Linked DNA regions of Sus scrofa: region 2 is linked to region 1. The links are chromatin contacts, called in public Hi-C maps. All regions are on one chromosome and are shown on one strand. The core of a region is the stretch at or near the end of the contact, and the rest is flanking DNA. Distances in the headings are between cores, read along the strand shown.

Region 1 (7,960 bases), core at 2,214-4,713:
CTCTCGCTCTGGGAGGGACCCCCGTCTGTCCTCGCCGTGAGGGTGAGTCCCTTTGGGAAGCCTCGCCACTGTGCAGGGGGAAATGCAACCAGGCTGTGAGGCTGACGGAGGCCGGCCCGACACGAAGCAGCAGACAAAAGAAACAAACGATTCCTTAAGATCCGCGGCCAAAACAAATTGCCGTAATTAACACGTGCCACTGCGACGATCTATGGGCTGAGACGCGGTTGGCGCGAGACAGAGGCAGAAACCGCGGAGAGCACGCGCTCCAATAAAACAGCAATAAATGGTGCGGCTGTGATGGAACTCGCTTCAATTTTGTTCCAAAACCTTGTTTAAGTGCTTTTATTGTTTCTGTGTGAAAGAACACAAATGCTTTTTGAAAATTGCTTCGGCATAAGCCTCACCTTCCCGGGAAGTCTTTCTGATCCCCCCGTTCCTACCCGGCGCAGGTTCCGTGGCCCCCGTGATGGCCCCTCCGTGTCCCCGCGGTGGCCGCCCTTCCCTCCATCACAGCCTGGGTGCCGAGGTGTCTCTGCCTCCAGGGACCGAGCACTGCCGTCTCCACCCCACCCCTCAGGACCACGCCAGCTACACAGCAGCTCTAGTGACATCCAGCCCAGGGCAATGACCGTCAGGGCGTGGAAGCGCCTCGTGTAAACAGCAAGGGGACCCCAGAGGTTGCTAGGTGGCCCTCGTGAGATGGGGAAATTCTTGTTAGAAAATAGCTTGTTGGAAAGATCCCTAGCATAAATAAATACAGAAAAGAAAAGCCTAAAGAGAGGAACACGCTAAACAGAATCTTTTTTCATGGGAGGGAGGGCAGGAGTGAGGCCCGAGTCACCACGTCGGGCTTTGTTCCACATTAAAAGAACAGCCCAGTAGGGAGCCCCCATGGTGGCTCAGCGGTAACAAACCTGACCAGTATCCATGAGGACACCGGTTCAATCCCTGGCCTTGCTCAGTAGGTTAAGGATCCGGCATTGCCATGAGCTGTGGTGTAGGTCACAGATGCGGCTCGGATCTGGTGTGGCTGTGGCTGTGGTGTAGGCCGGCAGGGGTCCAATGCGACCCCTAGCCTGGGAACTTCCGTACGCTGCATATGTGGCCCTATAAAAGCAAAAACGAATAAACAAGCAAAAGAACAGACCAAGGGAGGAAAGAAAATCAGAAACCAGTAACAAAAGTCAGGCCCCGGCTGCGGACTGGGTGGAAGGTCCCTGGGCTCAGCCCATCTGTCTGCATGAGCAGCTGCCTGACGAAGGGGGCGCTCTTCACCAAAGCTCTTCCTGGATGCGCTGGGGGTCTGCCCAGCAGCCGGGGATGGGGAGGGGAGGAGAGAGACTCAGGCTGGGGGGTGGGGAGGGGATGAGGAGGGCTTAGGCCGGAGCACTCAGCCTCCCATTCCATGAGACCCTCCCCATTCCATGAGAGATGGAGTGTGGGGGTCTCCCTGTGACCCACAGGAGTAGCCGTTACCTCCCCCAGCCCACCCCAGAGAGGTGAGCCCTCCACATCTCTCATGTGGTCAGTGGGAGAGGATCAGCCAGGCCCCTCCTGAGAAGCCCAGCGGGGACCCTGGCAGGGACCACCTGCAGGCCAGCTGGTGGGAGCCTGGCTGACTGGCTCCGGCAGCACCCCCTTCACCTAGGGGCCCCCCTTACACCTGGCAGACCCAAGGCTGAGGCCTGAGGCGTATGCCATCTGTGGTTATGTAGGTCCCCTCCTTCCCCCAATTTAATTAAAAAAAACTTTCTTTCCCCACAACCTCATTCTTATTTATCCAAACCCACTCCTCCATCTCCCAGGCAAAGGGAGGGACGCTCTTCTGTGTACCAGGCCCACAGCAGCCGAGAACCTCGCATTAGCCACGTGTCTCGGGCACATTTTTATAGCTTTGCCACCACAGAGGCCATTCTTGGCAGGAAGCACATTCGCTAAAAGCCACCAGCTGCAGAAAGGGGGATAAGGGCTAAAACTGCATCAGGTGGAAGAGGTGAGGAGGTTACCATGGAGGGTGGGGGGCGGCCCCAGACAAACCCCAGCTCTCCCAGTGCCTGGCCCTGTGGACGTGAGCAAACTACCTGAGTTCCAGAAACCTCTGTGCAAAGTGGGACCTTGTAAGGACCAGACACGCTGTCAGGGAGGCACAGCCCGCTTCTTGGCAGAGGGAAGACTTGAGCTGTCGGGGGCCTCCGAGGATCAGCTGCAACTCAGCTGTCGCCACTGCTGCATCTTCTAGGCTTTATCCACCCTCCTCTGATGACAGGCGTGGGAGCTTCGCACTGTCAGATTCCCCCAAGGTGGCCCCCACTGAATTCTTAATTCTTATTGGCACAATGGTATCCATCTCTCCCGGGATGACCCCAGGCTCGCAACTACCACTCACAGAGTCGCTCCTGTCCCACAGCCGAATTACAGAGCTTCCTAAGAAACCCCCCTGGATGGCACTTAATGGGGACTCCTCAGTGCAACCCTTGTAGGTGTGGTTTCTGCCCATTTTACAGATGAGCCAACTGAATGTCAGCACAGCTTCACAATTTGCCCACTGTCTTCCAGCTGGATCTGACGTGTTCCTATCTCTTCCTGTTGACAATTCTGCCTGCCGGTCGTGAATTTCAAAATGTCAAGAGTTATTTTTTAAAAAATGGTAAATTGCTCTTTAGACTTTATGTATATATATATATAACTTCAAAACTTACTTTTACCTAGGGTTGGGTTTATTTTAACGCTTAGCTGGTTTAATGGACTTTTTTAAGAGTGACAACTGAGAATTTCAGTGTGGGCTACAGTGAGGACCGGCCACCTTCGCTCTCTGGGCTGTGGCTTTTCATCTGAACCATGCGAAGGTGGAACTCCAGTAACACCCAGAGTCTCTGTACTTTTCTCCTAGTCATGGACGTGCCAAGAGCAGTGGGGGACCTTCCTGTCCGCTAAAGTGGCCGACGGATATACCCGACGCCACCTAAGCTTCTGGACAAGGTTCTTGGGAAAGGAGATTTCTTTTCTTTTCTTTTCTTCTTCTTTTTTTTTTAGCTCAGGCCTAGCCCTCCCCACTTACATCCTGAGCTGTGAAAATGGACTGAGCAGAGAATTTAAAATGAGCTGGGGGAAAAAAAAATCCTGCTACAATAAATCGCATCACAGTGGAGATCTCTATCTAGCCAGAAAATTCTCAGCCCAGACAATGGCTCATTTATTTCCAACAATATTCAATACAACAGAATTCCAGGCCAACAAAAGGATTTCTACAGGTTCTTGGACTGTGGCAAAAGGGGTTTAACCTACAGAGAAAAGAGAGCTGTTCCATTATGGGCTCCCAGGCGAGGGGGAGACCTTTGTAAATAAACTGGAAGGTGGCCTGCTGGAAACGTGGTTCCCTCCCTGGGGAGCATCTCAGCCCGCGACAGTGGGGAGGCAGAAGCACCGGCCACCTCGCCCCGGGAGACATCTGAGTCAAGGCGGCTTCGCCGGGTGGTGCTACCGAGGACACAGCCCCTCTCTCCCAGGCGCTCAGATGATACATTTTATAAACATCCAGGCAGGCAGCCTCCAAAGACTCCTGGGCTTTACAAAAGCATTTCAGATTCCATGGTCAGCGAGCCGGTGTTCTGAGCATGGGCGGTGAAGAGGAGGCAGGAAACGGGAGGGCCCGGAGGGGTCTGGAGGCTGCCTTCTAAATTTAACATGCAGTTGCTTTTAGGCCAAGTGGATGAAAAATAAATTCCAGTGCTTAAAGCTCTTATCTTTGTTTACCATTTCCCCAAACAGTAAGTGACCCAGGCTCTGGCTTTTAGACTGAATTATCAACCAAGATGCACACAGGATGCGGGACGGGGACGCTGGGGGCTGGGCCGGGGGATAAACAGAGGAAGCTGACCGCTCTCCACCGTCACGTGGCGTTTCCTGGGCCTGGCAGAGTGACCAGGATCTGATGTCACAGGCTGTCCCTGGGTGGGCCAGGGCGTGCTCGGGATGTGTCCGACCATCCCAGACACGGAAGGCGCCGAGGGGTTACCCTCCTCCTTTGCATGAGGGGATCCATAAATATCTGACGGTGACCTTTTCAGATGCTCCATAACAGCTTTTGAAAATCTCCAGTGGGCCCGGGCTTGCCCGCTTTGATGGGAAGCTCCAGCCAGGCTTCTGCATGTTGTCAAAATCCTCCGTGGGACTCACTGTCCAGCCTGATTCTACCCTCAGGAACGACAAGAGTAGCATATCCTTTTCTTTCGTCACGTGCCTGCCACTCAGGTGACAGGGCCCTCATTTCTCTCCTTGGTTGGCTCTGTTCTCCAGGATTCTTTCCAGGTGCCCCCAGAGAAGCGTGTCAGTCCTACCTCCCTGCCTCTAGTTCCGTCTCTCAACCCCTGGGAGGCTGGCTTTGGCCGCACCTCCCTCCCACGGGTGACTGACGCCCTGGCCTTTCCAGCCGCTCTGCCAGCTTCCCCTGGTCAGTCCTTACTGTTCCAAGGTCAGGGGCATGCCCTTCTCTCCTGCCTCCATCCCAGAGGCCTCCGGCACCTCTGGGGGCTGAACAGGACACCATCTCCCGCTGGGGCCCCAGCCCAGCCCCGCCAGCAGGAGGCAGCCCCGGCCAAGTCCTTTCCACCTTTCAGCCACCGAGGAATGAAACCTAGGAGTCGCTTTGCTCTCTTCATCCCCCGACCCCTTCACCCCTTCACCCCTTCGTCTCCCCAGCAAGTCTTCCTTTACACAGATGCCTCTAGATCCAGGCTGCACTCGAGAATTACCTCGGGAGCTTTTAAAACCATACTGATTCCTGTGCCCAGTCCAGACCCGTTCCAATGGGCTATTTCAAGGCGGGGACCAGCAGCAGCAGCAAGCAGCCGGTAGGGAGAATCGCTGCTTACGCTGCTCCCCGGATTCAAGCCCCTTTTCCTCTCTGGCCGCTGACATGGTCGTCACGGCTCATCACTTCTGCCAGGGCTACTGCAAAAGCCTCCTGTTTTCTGGCCCTGCTTCCCCCAGCTCTCCGACCACACACCCACAATCACAAAATACCGTTCTCACCACATTACCTATACTTGCCAAAAACCTTCAGTAGGTCCCTACTGCCAAATAACAAGTCTTTGAACAAGTCGATGGCTTCCCAAGAAAATAATAAGTCGTATGGTCTGGGACAGTATCTTCTCTCCTCTTTCCTTCTCTTCTCTACCCCCAGCACTCTGCTAAGCACGTATCAGGTACTCAACATCTATCTGAGGTGAGAGGGAACAACAAAAAAAGAATTTCTCTGCAGATGAATGCCACGCACCCTCCTCCAGTGCAGAGGAAGCGGGCGGGTGATTTAGCTCTCATTTACTCAGGGGCTGATTTCTTTAAACATCGCATATAATCAACGGTGACTGATCCACGCTGATGGAGAGAACTGGACCTTGTATATTACAGGCAGTGGCTAATTCAACAACTTGAAGCTAGTTGATGTTGGAAGCTGTTGTACGCTTTTGCAGGCTTGTGTCTGATAATTGAGACTTTTTTTGAAATTAGGTCATTAGATGTGTCTTATTTTCCTACCCCCTCTTCTCCCATATACACCATAGGAATAAATAAATCATGGAGTTCTCGTTGTGGCATGTTGGAAATGAATCCAACTAGGAACCATGAGGTTGCGGGTTCTATCCCTGGCCTCTCTCAGTGGGTTAAGGATCCAGCGTGGCTGTGAGCTGTGGTGTAGGTCGCAGACACGGCTCAGATCTGGCGTTGCTGTGGCTGTGGTTTAGGCCAGCAGCTGCAGCTCCAATTCGACCCCTAGCCTGGGAACCTCCGTATGCCATGGGTGGGGCCCTAAAAAGCAAAAGCAAAAAAAACAAGGAATAAATAACTCAGCTCCCAAAATAATCCATTATTTTTTTCTCTCAACCCTTTCCTGAAATAGAGATAGTGGTGACACTTCAGCACACTGGAAGGGGCACATTGCGGGGGGCGGGGACCCACAGTGGGAGTAAATAGAGGGGACGGGGGTGTCAACATGCTGCCTTTCAACAGGTTCACTGTTAAAATTTAGGCAGTGCGTACAACCAGTTTGTAAAACTATTCACAGTTTCTACGACCGTACACACCCCTTAGGACACAGCAACTCCACTCCTAGGTATACACCCAAGGGAAGTGAGACTCGCGTTCACTAAAAGCAAGAACATCCCAATTTATTCATAATGTCCCCACTTGGGGACAACGCAAATGTCCACCCACAGCGGGGAGGACGACTAGATGTGGAGCGTCACACAACCGTCGGAGCAGGCACACTACCCTCACACCACCGCACGGATGGGTCTCAGAGACACAAGAGGGAACATGGGGACGCAGATACAAAAGCCTACATACTGGAGGTTCCCTTTACATGACGTTTTTAAATCTTTTTTTTTTTTTTTTTTTTTTTTGGTCTTTTTAGGGCGGCACCTGCGGCATATGGAGGTTTCCAGGCTAGGGGTCTCATCGGAGCTGCAGCCACCGGCCTACACCACAGCCACAGCAACTCAAGATCCAAGCCTCATCTTCGACCCACACCACAGCTCACGGCAACACCAGATCCTTAACCCACTGAGCGAGGCCAGGGATCGAACCTGCATCCTCATGGGTCCTAGTCGGATTCATTTCCACTGTGCCACGATGGGAACTCCTACATAAAGTTTTTAAAAAGGCAAAATAGGAGTTCCCATTGTGGCTCAGAGGTTAACGAATCCGACTAGGAACCATGAGGTTGCAGGTTCGATCCCTGCCCTTGCTCAGTGGGTTAAGGATCCGGTGTTGCCGTGAGCTGTGGTATAGGTTGCACACGCGGCTGGGATCCCACATTGCTGTGGCTCTGGTGTAAGCCAGCATCTGTAGCTCCAATTAGACCCCTAGCCCGGCAACCTCCATATGCCGTGGGAGCGGCCCCAGAAAAGGTAAAAAGACCAAAAAAAAAAAAAAATTAAAAATTAAAAAAATTTTAAAAATAAAAAGGCAAAATAACCTCTTGTGTTAGAAGTCGGACAACAGTTACTCTTCGGGGGCTGGGAGCAGAAGGGGTCCCGGGGGCTCTGTGGAGGACTGCAACCATTTCTGGTCTTGAGCTGGATGCGAATTTCACAGGTGTGCTTACCTGTGAAAATTCACTGAGCGCTATGTTCTGCTTGTGTTCTGTTTTTATGCGAGCATACTATTCTTCCAGAAAAGGTACAAAGGACAGTAAAGGAGGAAGGAAAGGTGAGCAGGAGGGGGGCACGGCGGAAAAGCCTTAGAATGTACAGACTACATTTACTTCTGACTCTGCGGCATCCTAGCTGAGGGACCTTAGACAAGCCACAAACCTCTCTGAATCTGGTGTTTTGTTATTTTGTTTTTGTTTTTGGGCTGCACTCTCGGCATATGGAAGTTCCCAGGCTAGGGGTCCAATCCGAGCTGTAGCCGCCAGCCTACACCACAGCCACAGCAATGCCAGAACCTTAACCCACCAAGCGAGGCCAGGGATCGAACCAGCAACCTCATGGTTCCTAGTCAGATTCATTCCCACTGCACCACGATGGGAACGCCCTGTCGGTTGTTTTAATCTAAAAACTAGCCAACAAAAACAGCCCTCCCGTCTTCACAGTGCAGTTGTAAGAACCAGGTGAGCTAAGGCAGGTAAAACCTTTCAGAAGGCGGCAAAGTACTGCAGGAGGGGGAGCACCACTGCGACCAGAGATCCAGCTCCGCAGACAGGAACCCCTGCAGGGGGTCTGCAGTATCAATCAAGCCCAACCCAGGGCCCAGGGTGGGAAGGGCTGACCCTCACCAGAGTGAGAGTGTGAGAGTGTGTGAGTGAGTGAGAGAGAGAGAGAGTGTGTGCGTGTGCGTGTGTGGCTGGTTTCTGTGCTTTCATTACATCTCCTCACCTAATCCCTTAATGGCCTGGGCCCCAGAGTACAAGAGCACCTGGAATAATCCCTGTGTTTATGCGAGATGGATTCTGTCTCGT
Region 2 (7,960 bases), core at 2,081-4,580, 450 kb before region 1:
CAAAAACAAAACAAAACAAAACAAAAACAAAACAAAACAAAAAAGAATCAGAAGAGCTAAAGCCATCCTGAGAAAGAAAAGTAGAGCTGGAGAAATCAGGCTCCTTGACTTCAGACTATACTATAAAGCTACAGTCAACAAAACAGTAGGGTATTGACACAAACACAGAAATATAGATCTGTGGAACAGGATAAAAAGCCCAGAATTACAGCCGTACACCTATGGTTAACTAATCTATGACAAAGGAGGCAAGAAAATACAATGGAGAAAAGGGAGTCCCTTCAATAGTGGTGCTTGGAAAACTGGAGAGCTGCATGTAAAAGAATGAAATTATACTTCCTAACACCATACACCCACACACACAAAAACTCAAAACGGATTAAAGACCTAAATATAAGACCAGATACTATAAAACTCTTAGAGGAAAACAGGGAAACCCCTCTCTGACATAAACCCAGCAGTATCTTCTCAACTCCACCTCCTGAGTAATGACAGTAAAAACAGAAATAAACAAATTGGACCTAATTAAACTGAAAAGTTTTTGCATAGCAAAATGAAAAGACAACCCACAGATGGGAGAAAGTATTTGCAAATGAGGCAACTGTCAGGGGATTAATCTTCAAAATATATAAGCATCTCCTGCATCTCAAAGCCAAAAAAAAAAAAAAACCACAAAAAATGGGCAGAAGATCTAAACAGGCAATTCTCCAAAGAAGACATAAAAGATGGCCAAAAACACGTGCAAAGACGTTCAACATCACTAATGGAGAACTGCAAATCGAGACTACTGTGAGGTACCACATTACACCAGCCAGAATAGCCATAATCAAAAGTCTACAAACAGTAAATTCTGGAGAGGGTGTAGAGAAAAGGGAACCCTCTTACACTGTTGATGGGAATGTAAATTGGTGCAACCACTGTGGAAAGCAGTATGGAGATTCCTCAAAAAACTAAAAATAGAATTACCATATGATCCAGCAATTCCACTTCTGGGCATCTATCCAGAGAAAACCATGACTTGAAAAGACACATATATGTGTAACAGGGTCACCATGCTGTACAGCAGAAACGAATCCAACTAGGAACCATGAGGTTGCAGGTTTGATTCCTAGACTCACTCAGTGGGTTAAGGATCTGGCGTTGCTGTGAGCTGTGGTGTAGATTGAAGACACAGCTCAGACCCCGCATTGCTGTGACTCTGGTGTAAGGCTGGTGGCCACAGCTCCGGTTAGACTCCTAGACTGGGAACCTCCATATGCTGGGGGTGTGGCCCTGGAAAAGGCAAAAAGATAAAAAGAAAAAAAAAGATACACATACTTCAATGTTCACTGCAGCACTATATACAACAGCCAAGACATGGAAGCAACCTAAATGTCCATTGACAGAGGAGTGAATCAAGAAGATGTGATACGTACACATAATGGACTATTATTCAGCCATGAAAAGGAATGAAATAATGGCATTTGCAGCAACATGCTTGGACCTAGAAAATGCATGCTAATAAGTGAAGTTAGACAGTGAGATACCAACATCATATGCTATCACTGATACGTGTTTTCTAGAAAAAGGATACAATGAATTTATTTGTAGAATGGAAACTGACTCACAGACTTTGAAAGACTTATGGTTACCAAAGGAGACAGATTGGGGGTGGGGAGGAATGGGATGGGGATTTGGGATGGTAACATTGTAAAATTAGGTTGTGATGATGGTTGTATACATATAAATATAAAATTCACTGGAAAAAAAAAAAAAAGACCACAGGGAGGGAAGGAGATCGCAGCCTTTGGGAGCGCAGCACCTGTGGAGAGAGGCTATTCTCTTAAAGAGGGTGGATGCTTTCCTTCCATGAAGTCAAGTTGGGAGCCGAACCCTAGCAAAGAAGAGGGTGACTGAAAAAAAGGAGACTGGCCTCTCTTTCCACCTGAGCTGCAGGATGCACCTGCCCCTTGGGTCTGTCCTGAAGCACTTGAGAGTGGTACGGATGAGATCGCTCATAGCCAGACTGTTCAGGAACCTAGGCGTCTGCCCTCTCTCTTCCCCAGTCCTCTGAGTCTCTAACTGGATGTGCCCTGGGGAGGGAGGAGGCAGGTGCTGCTGGGCTCTGACAGGTATGCCCTCCTCTGGCATCCTGGTCTCTGGGAACACTTACCCCTGTCCACAAGCACGGGGTATTCTAAGCCGGAATCCTTCCAGACAGGTCTTATGCCCAGTGTGGCTCTCAGAGCATACCTCAGCAGGGCCACAGGCCTCCCCTTTTGAAGAATAAGGGTGCTGTCCACAGGGGCCCTGACTCAATGTTTGGCTTAGACCCGAGTCCCCCTGCCAGATGGCCCCAGGCCAGCAAGTTGCAGGACAGGGAAAGGCCACTCCTTATCCGCCCCCCACAGGACCTGGAATTGGGTCCAGTCCCCCCCAGAGTGCTCTCCCGCACTCACCATAAAGGTCCACACATTAGCCCTTAGAAGTTAGAACATTAATATTAGAACATTAGAACATAGACGTTAGATCATCTAGGAGTTGCCGTCGTGGCTCAGTGGTTAACGAAACCGACTAGGAACCATGAGGTTGCAGGTTCGATCCCTGGCCTCGCTCAGTGGGTGAAGGATCCCAGCGTTGCTGTGAGCTGTGGGGTAGGTCGCAGAGGAGGCTCGGATCCCCGTGTTACTGTGGCTCTCTGGCTGAGGCCAGCAGCTGTAGCTCCGATTAGACCCCTAGCCTGGGAACCTCCATATGCCGCACCTAGAAAAGACAAAAGAAAAAAGACAAAAAAAAAAAAAAAAAAAAAAAAAAAAGTTAGATCATTTAACACTAACAGTTAGAACGTGGTAGTATATATCCTTGTCACTAGATGGCGACCCCGTGTAAAGGGAAAGCAAAAAGCTGCGGACAGCCTCTTTCCCGGAGGCGGGGTCCCTGGAAGGAATCCAGGCAGCGGGGAGCTGGATAAAGAAGGGCTTTGGTAGTTACTGAATAGCTCTGTGAAGGGGAGGGGGGGAGTGCTGGCTTTCCGGTCTGCTCGGGGGCTAGGGAGGTGTGGCTTTTTAGGGCGATTTCCCCCAGTAGCCCCAGGATCCTTCCCTAGCGTTCTCGCCGGGCGCAGGGGACCAGGGGCCAAGCTCCTTGGCTGTCCCCACTCCCCGCCGGAGCTCTGCGCAGACGCGGACTGTGTCACCCTCGCTATCGGGTTGGGACCTGTTTTACCTCCCCCAAACGTTGCTCTTAGGTGAAGACTATCTCAGGGCAAGGACGTGAGCCCTGGAAGAGGGGGCGAGAACACGCACCTGCTGAGCAGGGGGCCTCTGAGGCGCCCGCTCTGGGCTCAAGGCCACGGTCAAGGTGGCGCCCGCGCTGGGGGGAGCAGTGCCGGGGCGGCACGGTCAGACCGCGGCCCCGTTTCCTCGAAAAACCGGAGTGGCTCTTTAAGGCTCACGGCTTGTGCATTTAAAATAACAACAACAACAAGAAGAAAAGCTCTGAAATGTGTCTGGAAGCTTGCGGAATTGCTCCACAGTCACGCATATCACGGCACCCAAATCAAAAGGCTTTGAAAATGGGTGAACCTGTTATCGAAGAAGCCACTGGGAGCGCACTCTGTGTAGCCGGGTCAGACCTCATGCTTGATGTGAATTCACTTAGCTCTGTGAAAACACCGGGCTCAGGCATCCTAGGATATTCTTGCCCAGGCCTTCAAGGTCGAGGTGTCACCTCTGGGTTATCAACAGAAACAATGAGGGAGGGGGCGGGACTTCAGAGAATCTTGCACCCGTCATTTCCGAGGCCAAACCAGGGAACATAAGAAGGTTTACAAGGCTGTCTCTTTACTCCATTCAAGATGAAAACAGTTTTAGAACTCCAGGAAACCAGTGCTTATTCTTCCACTTTGAACACCCACTTAGTTGAATCAGAAAATGTAAGAAGAAAAAAAATTTCTACCCTGCTTTGTAGCTTCTAAGATATTCATTAATGTCTGGGCATATTTGAAAATAACTGGAGGCCACTTTCTAGTCTTCACCCGTTACCTTAATTCACAATATTCGCCATATGTGTGTTTCATTTCAGTTCTGGAAACAGCTGGAGCAGGGAGATGGGGAGCTGAGGCAGGGCGGTGATTTGCCCAGGCTCAGTGGCAAATTCACAGGCCAGCCAGGGCTGAAATGAGCCTGTGTGGGATTGCAAGAAGCGTTTGCCAAGACTGCTTGTGTGCCCTGCACTGTGTAAGATTTTGGGAACTCGGGGTTCAATATGATGCCTGGTCCCCTCCTTCTCTCAGGTTGAAAGTTACTCCATCAGAGAGATGCTGGGATCGGACCACCCCATCTGAAACAGCCTCGCGCCCCAGTCCTTCCCCTCTCTCCTTATGTGTCCTCACAGCAAACATCCCTACCTGATAGGTTTATTGTCTGCACCCCGCTGCCCGCCACACACACAAACTATAGCATCTGCGCCAGGACAAGATCTCTGTTAACACTTGGAGACCACAGGAAGATGCCTGCAGTTTTCCAACCTGCCTCCTCAACCGGGCTTGCCTGTGCAACCTCTCTCTGCAGCAGAACTTCCAGTTTTCTAGAAGTGTTCCCTGCCACTGCAGGCTGCTGCTCCAGAAACCAAATTATGGGTTTTTTGGGTGGGTTTTTTTTGGGCGGGGCTTCTGGCCCCCAGAGGATATTCCCCTTCCTTGTTGGCTCACTGTGCCGAATGGTGGCTGAATTCAGGCTTCTGAGCTGGATGAGGAAAAACATCTCATAATTACCACCCAAAGTCCAGAGCAGTTTCTATAGGTGGGGGCAGAGCCCACAGCAGCTGCTTGGTTTTCAAGAGAGAGATTTTCCAAGATCTTCTTGAGTCTCAAAATATTCACCCATGGCAGTGGTTCTAGAGGCATTAACGATGGTCAAATCTGGGTTGCTAGTGGCATGTAGTGGGGTGGACACCACAGATGCAGCAACATTCCACAGGCACAGGAAAGCCCCCCACCCCATAACACAGAATCATCCAGACCAAAATGTCAACAGTGCAGAAGCTGAGAAACCCTGGACTATGGCTCTTTAGGTTTATTTGGCTCTGAGTTGCTCCTTAAAAAAATCTCAATCCAAGAGAAGTTGTGGAATATTATATACACAATGGAATATAAAAAAGAATGAAATATTGCCATGTGTAGCAAATGTGGCAATCCTACTGAGAATGAAAGTATCACACTAAGTGAAGTCAAAGACAAATATATGCTATCACTTATATGTGGAATCTAAAAAATAATACAAAGGAATCTATTTACAAAACAAACAGACTCACAGACCTAGAAAACTTACGGTTACGAGAGGGGAATGGGGGGGGGAGATTAGGAGTACGGGATTAACAGATACACACCGTTATATATAAAACAGATAAGCAGCAGGGGTTTACTCTATAACACGGGGAACACTATCCAATATCTTGTAATAGCCTATAATGGAAAAGAATAAAAAAAAAAAACCGTATCACTTTGCTATACACCTGAAACTAACACAATATTGTAAATCAACTATACGTCAATTAAAAAAAAAAAAACACCCTCAATCCAGGGTGTTTCTGTGCTTATTCTCATACTACAAATTAATCATTTGTTAATTTGTCTACTTGTTATGAATTTCTTTCTTTCTTACTCTTTTCCAAACAACTGTGCCTGTATGCATCACTTCTGGAGCCTCACTGAATATTCAGCAATGTGGGGACACAGCACAACTGCAGTCAGGGGTGAACCCTGGCTAGCCAGTGAGGCCCACACACTCCATAACTGCTCTCTGCCTTTGTTTGAAAACCTACACACAGCTTGATGTGGTCGCACACAGTAAGAACGCTAAGGCTTAGTCAGACTCACAATTTACCCAGAATCTTATTGTGTTGTATTGTATTAATTTTCTTGGGAGTTCCCATGGTGTAGGTCGCAGATTCAGCTTGGAACGCATGTGGCTGTGGCTGTGGTGTAGGCCGGCGGCTGCAGCTCCGATTCGACCCCTAGCCTGGGAACCTGCATATGCTATGGGTGGGGTCCTAAAAAGCAAAAAAAAAAAAAAAAAAAAAAAAACAGTGTTTATTTTTGTCATTTTTGGGGAAAAGTATAAATCAGAAAATTAGACTTGGTTTTTATCCTAAGCCAATTTTCGTGTCATTTGCAGGTTCCTGTCACCTAATTAATTAAGGGCTAATTAATGCATGAGGTAGGGGTTTGGGGCAAGATTATCCTGAAGACACCTTTCTCATCTTAACTATCACTCTTTTTTGGACAGGACCAGTTTTTCTCTCCTCCCTCCCTTCCTTCCTTCTTTCTTTCTATGGTCGTACCTGCAGCATATGGAAGATCCTGGGCCAGGGATCGAATCTGACCTACACCACAGCTGTGGCAGCACCGGTTCCTTTAACCCACTGCACTGGGCTGGGGATCAAACTCATGCTTCCAGAGTGACCTGGACCGCTGCAGTCGGATTCTTAACCCACTGCAACCACTGCAGGAACTCCAGGACCAGCTTCTCTTGGTTTGGTTCCATCAGAAACGCGAAGCTCAGCTGCCCTCTCACTCTCAGGGCGCTCACTCAGGGCTCAGCTTCCATCCACCAGCAGAGCCCGGGTCAGGAGGCCCTGGGGGCTGGGACTGGGCTCATCACTGGCCTCTGTAGTCCCAGCACCTAGCCCTGCGCCCCGTGTGTAACTGGTGCTCGACAATGGAAAGAATTTGTTGAAGGAAGAGCTTTTGATCCCCGTGGGCTTGACTGTCATGTCTGGGGGAAGTGGGGTGTCTGTGAAGGTGACTGGCAGTTCCTGGGTCTCGAGTCCAGCGTCTCATTTTGTAAAGCCATAAGTGGATGGCTCGGCCACCTGACCAGCATCTGACGAAGTCTTTTTTTTTTTTTTTTTTTTTTTTGTCTTTTGTCTTTTTAGGGCCACACCTGTGGCATATGGAGGTCCCCAGGCTAGGGGTCTAATTGGAGCTATAGCTCCTGGCCACAGCCACAGCCACAACCACAGCCATAGCAACGCGGGATCTGAGCCACATATGTGACCTACACCGCAGCTCACGGCAACGCCGGATCCTTAACCTGCTGAGTGAGGCCAGGGATCAAACCCGCAACGTCATGGTTTCTAGTTGGATTCGTTTCCACTGCACCAAAACGGGAAATCCAGGCCAGGTCTTTATCTGGGTTATTAAGGGAAGAGAAGTTCTCTTTCTCCCGCTGACCTTGCATCTGGGAAGATGTGATCCTGGAGCACTTTCCTTTGTGTGGAGTCTGAGAATGGAGCCAATATGGAGAAGAACAGAGCTCAAATATGGAGACGCCTTGATGACCTAATTTAAGCGTCTGGTCCAGGTTTACCTGGAGCCCCTCCCTCTCCACCCTGAACTTTCAGTTACATGTGCAATGGATTTTTTTTTTTTTTTTTTTTTTTGCCTAAGCCAGACTGGGCAGAGTTTTTTGCAGCTCACCCTAGGAAGTCTTACTATAGAAACCGGCATCAAGAATGGGGGATTGGGGAGTTCCTGCTGCGGCTCAATGGGTTAAGAACCCAACTAGTATCTATGAGGATGTGAGTTTGATCCCTGACCTTTTTTAGTGGGTTAAAGATCCGGCGTTGCCATGAGCTGTGGTGTAGGTCGCAGATACGGCTGGGATCCTACGTTGCTGTGGCTGTGGAGTAGACCGCCACCTGCAGCTCTTATTCGAACCCTAGGCTGGGAACTTCCACATGCTACAGGTGTGGCCCTAAAAAGCACACACACACACACAAAGAATGGAGGATTGTAATGACCCTGGAATATGGAATTGATGGAGTCAAGGAAGGTGGAAACCCTTCCCTTCTTGGCAGCAAATTGGCCTTTCTCATTACACAGTAATGAAGCAACAAATTCAGGTGTGGTCACTCATTGTTTAATGGGTGCTGCGCTGTGGTTTTGCAGGATGAAAGGAGTGCAGGAGAGGGAAGGCGG

Evidence for each region. Hi-C and Micro-C count contacts between places; a contact is called where the count stands out from the background.
Region 2: a contact with region 1 is called in a Hi-C map of liver, with 6 times the contacts expected there. The contact joins two enhancer-like sites. A contact is called at or near these places in 1 of 5 promoter capture datasets (liver), 15 of 47 Hi-C or Micro-C datasets (alveolar macrophages, brain, embryonic fibroblasts and 9 more) and 1 of 2 datasets of contacts at active chromatin or transcription factors (skeletal muscle).

What each region holds. Positions count from the first base shown.
Region 1 is chr18:9,734,739-9,742,698 of Sscrofa11.1, reverse strand. All of the region lies in intron 9 of TBXAS1 (thromboxane A synthase 1), which reads left to right. All of the region lies in intron 2 of LOC106508202 (a long non-coding RNA gene), which reads right to left. Among named protein-coding and RNA genes, the nearest start is that of PARP12, 65 kb to the right of the region's middle. Within about 2 kb of position 3,463, at least 32 of the 83 cell types and tissues checked have an H3K27ac peak or open chromatin away from gene starts, as enhancers often do. A contact at or near this core is called in liver, retroperitoneal adipose tissue, skeletal muscle and 1 more, where this site is marked.
Region 2 is chr18:10,180,856-10,188,815 of Sscrofa11.1, reverse strand. No RefSeq gene overlaps it. Among named protein-coding and RNA genes, the nearest start is that of CLEC2L, 8.5 kb to the right of the region's middle. Within about 2 kb of position 3,330, at least 39 of the 83 cell types and tissues checked have an H3K27ac peak or open chromatin away from gene starts, as enhancers often do. A contact at or near this core is called in liver, retroperitoneal adipose tissue, skeletal muscle and 1 more, where this site is marked.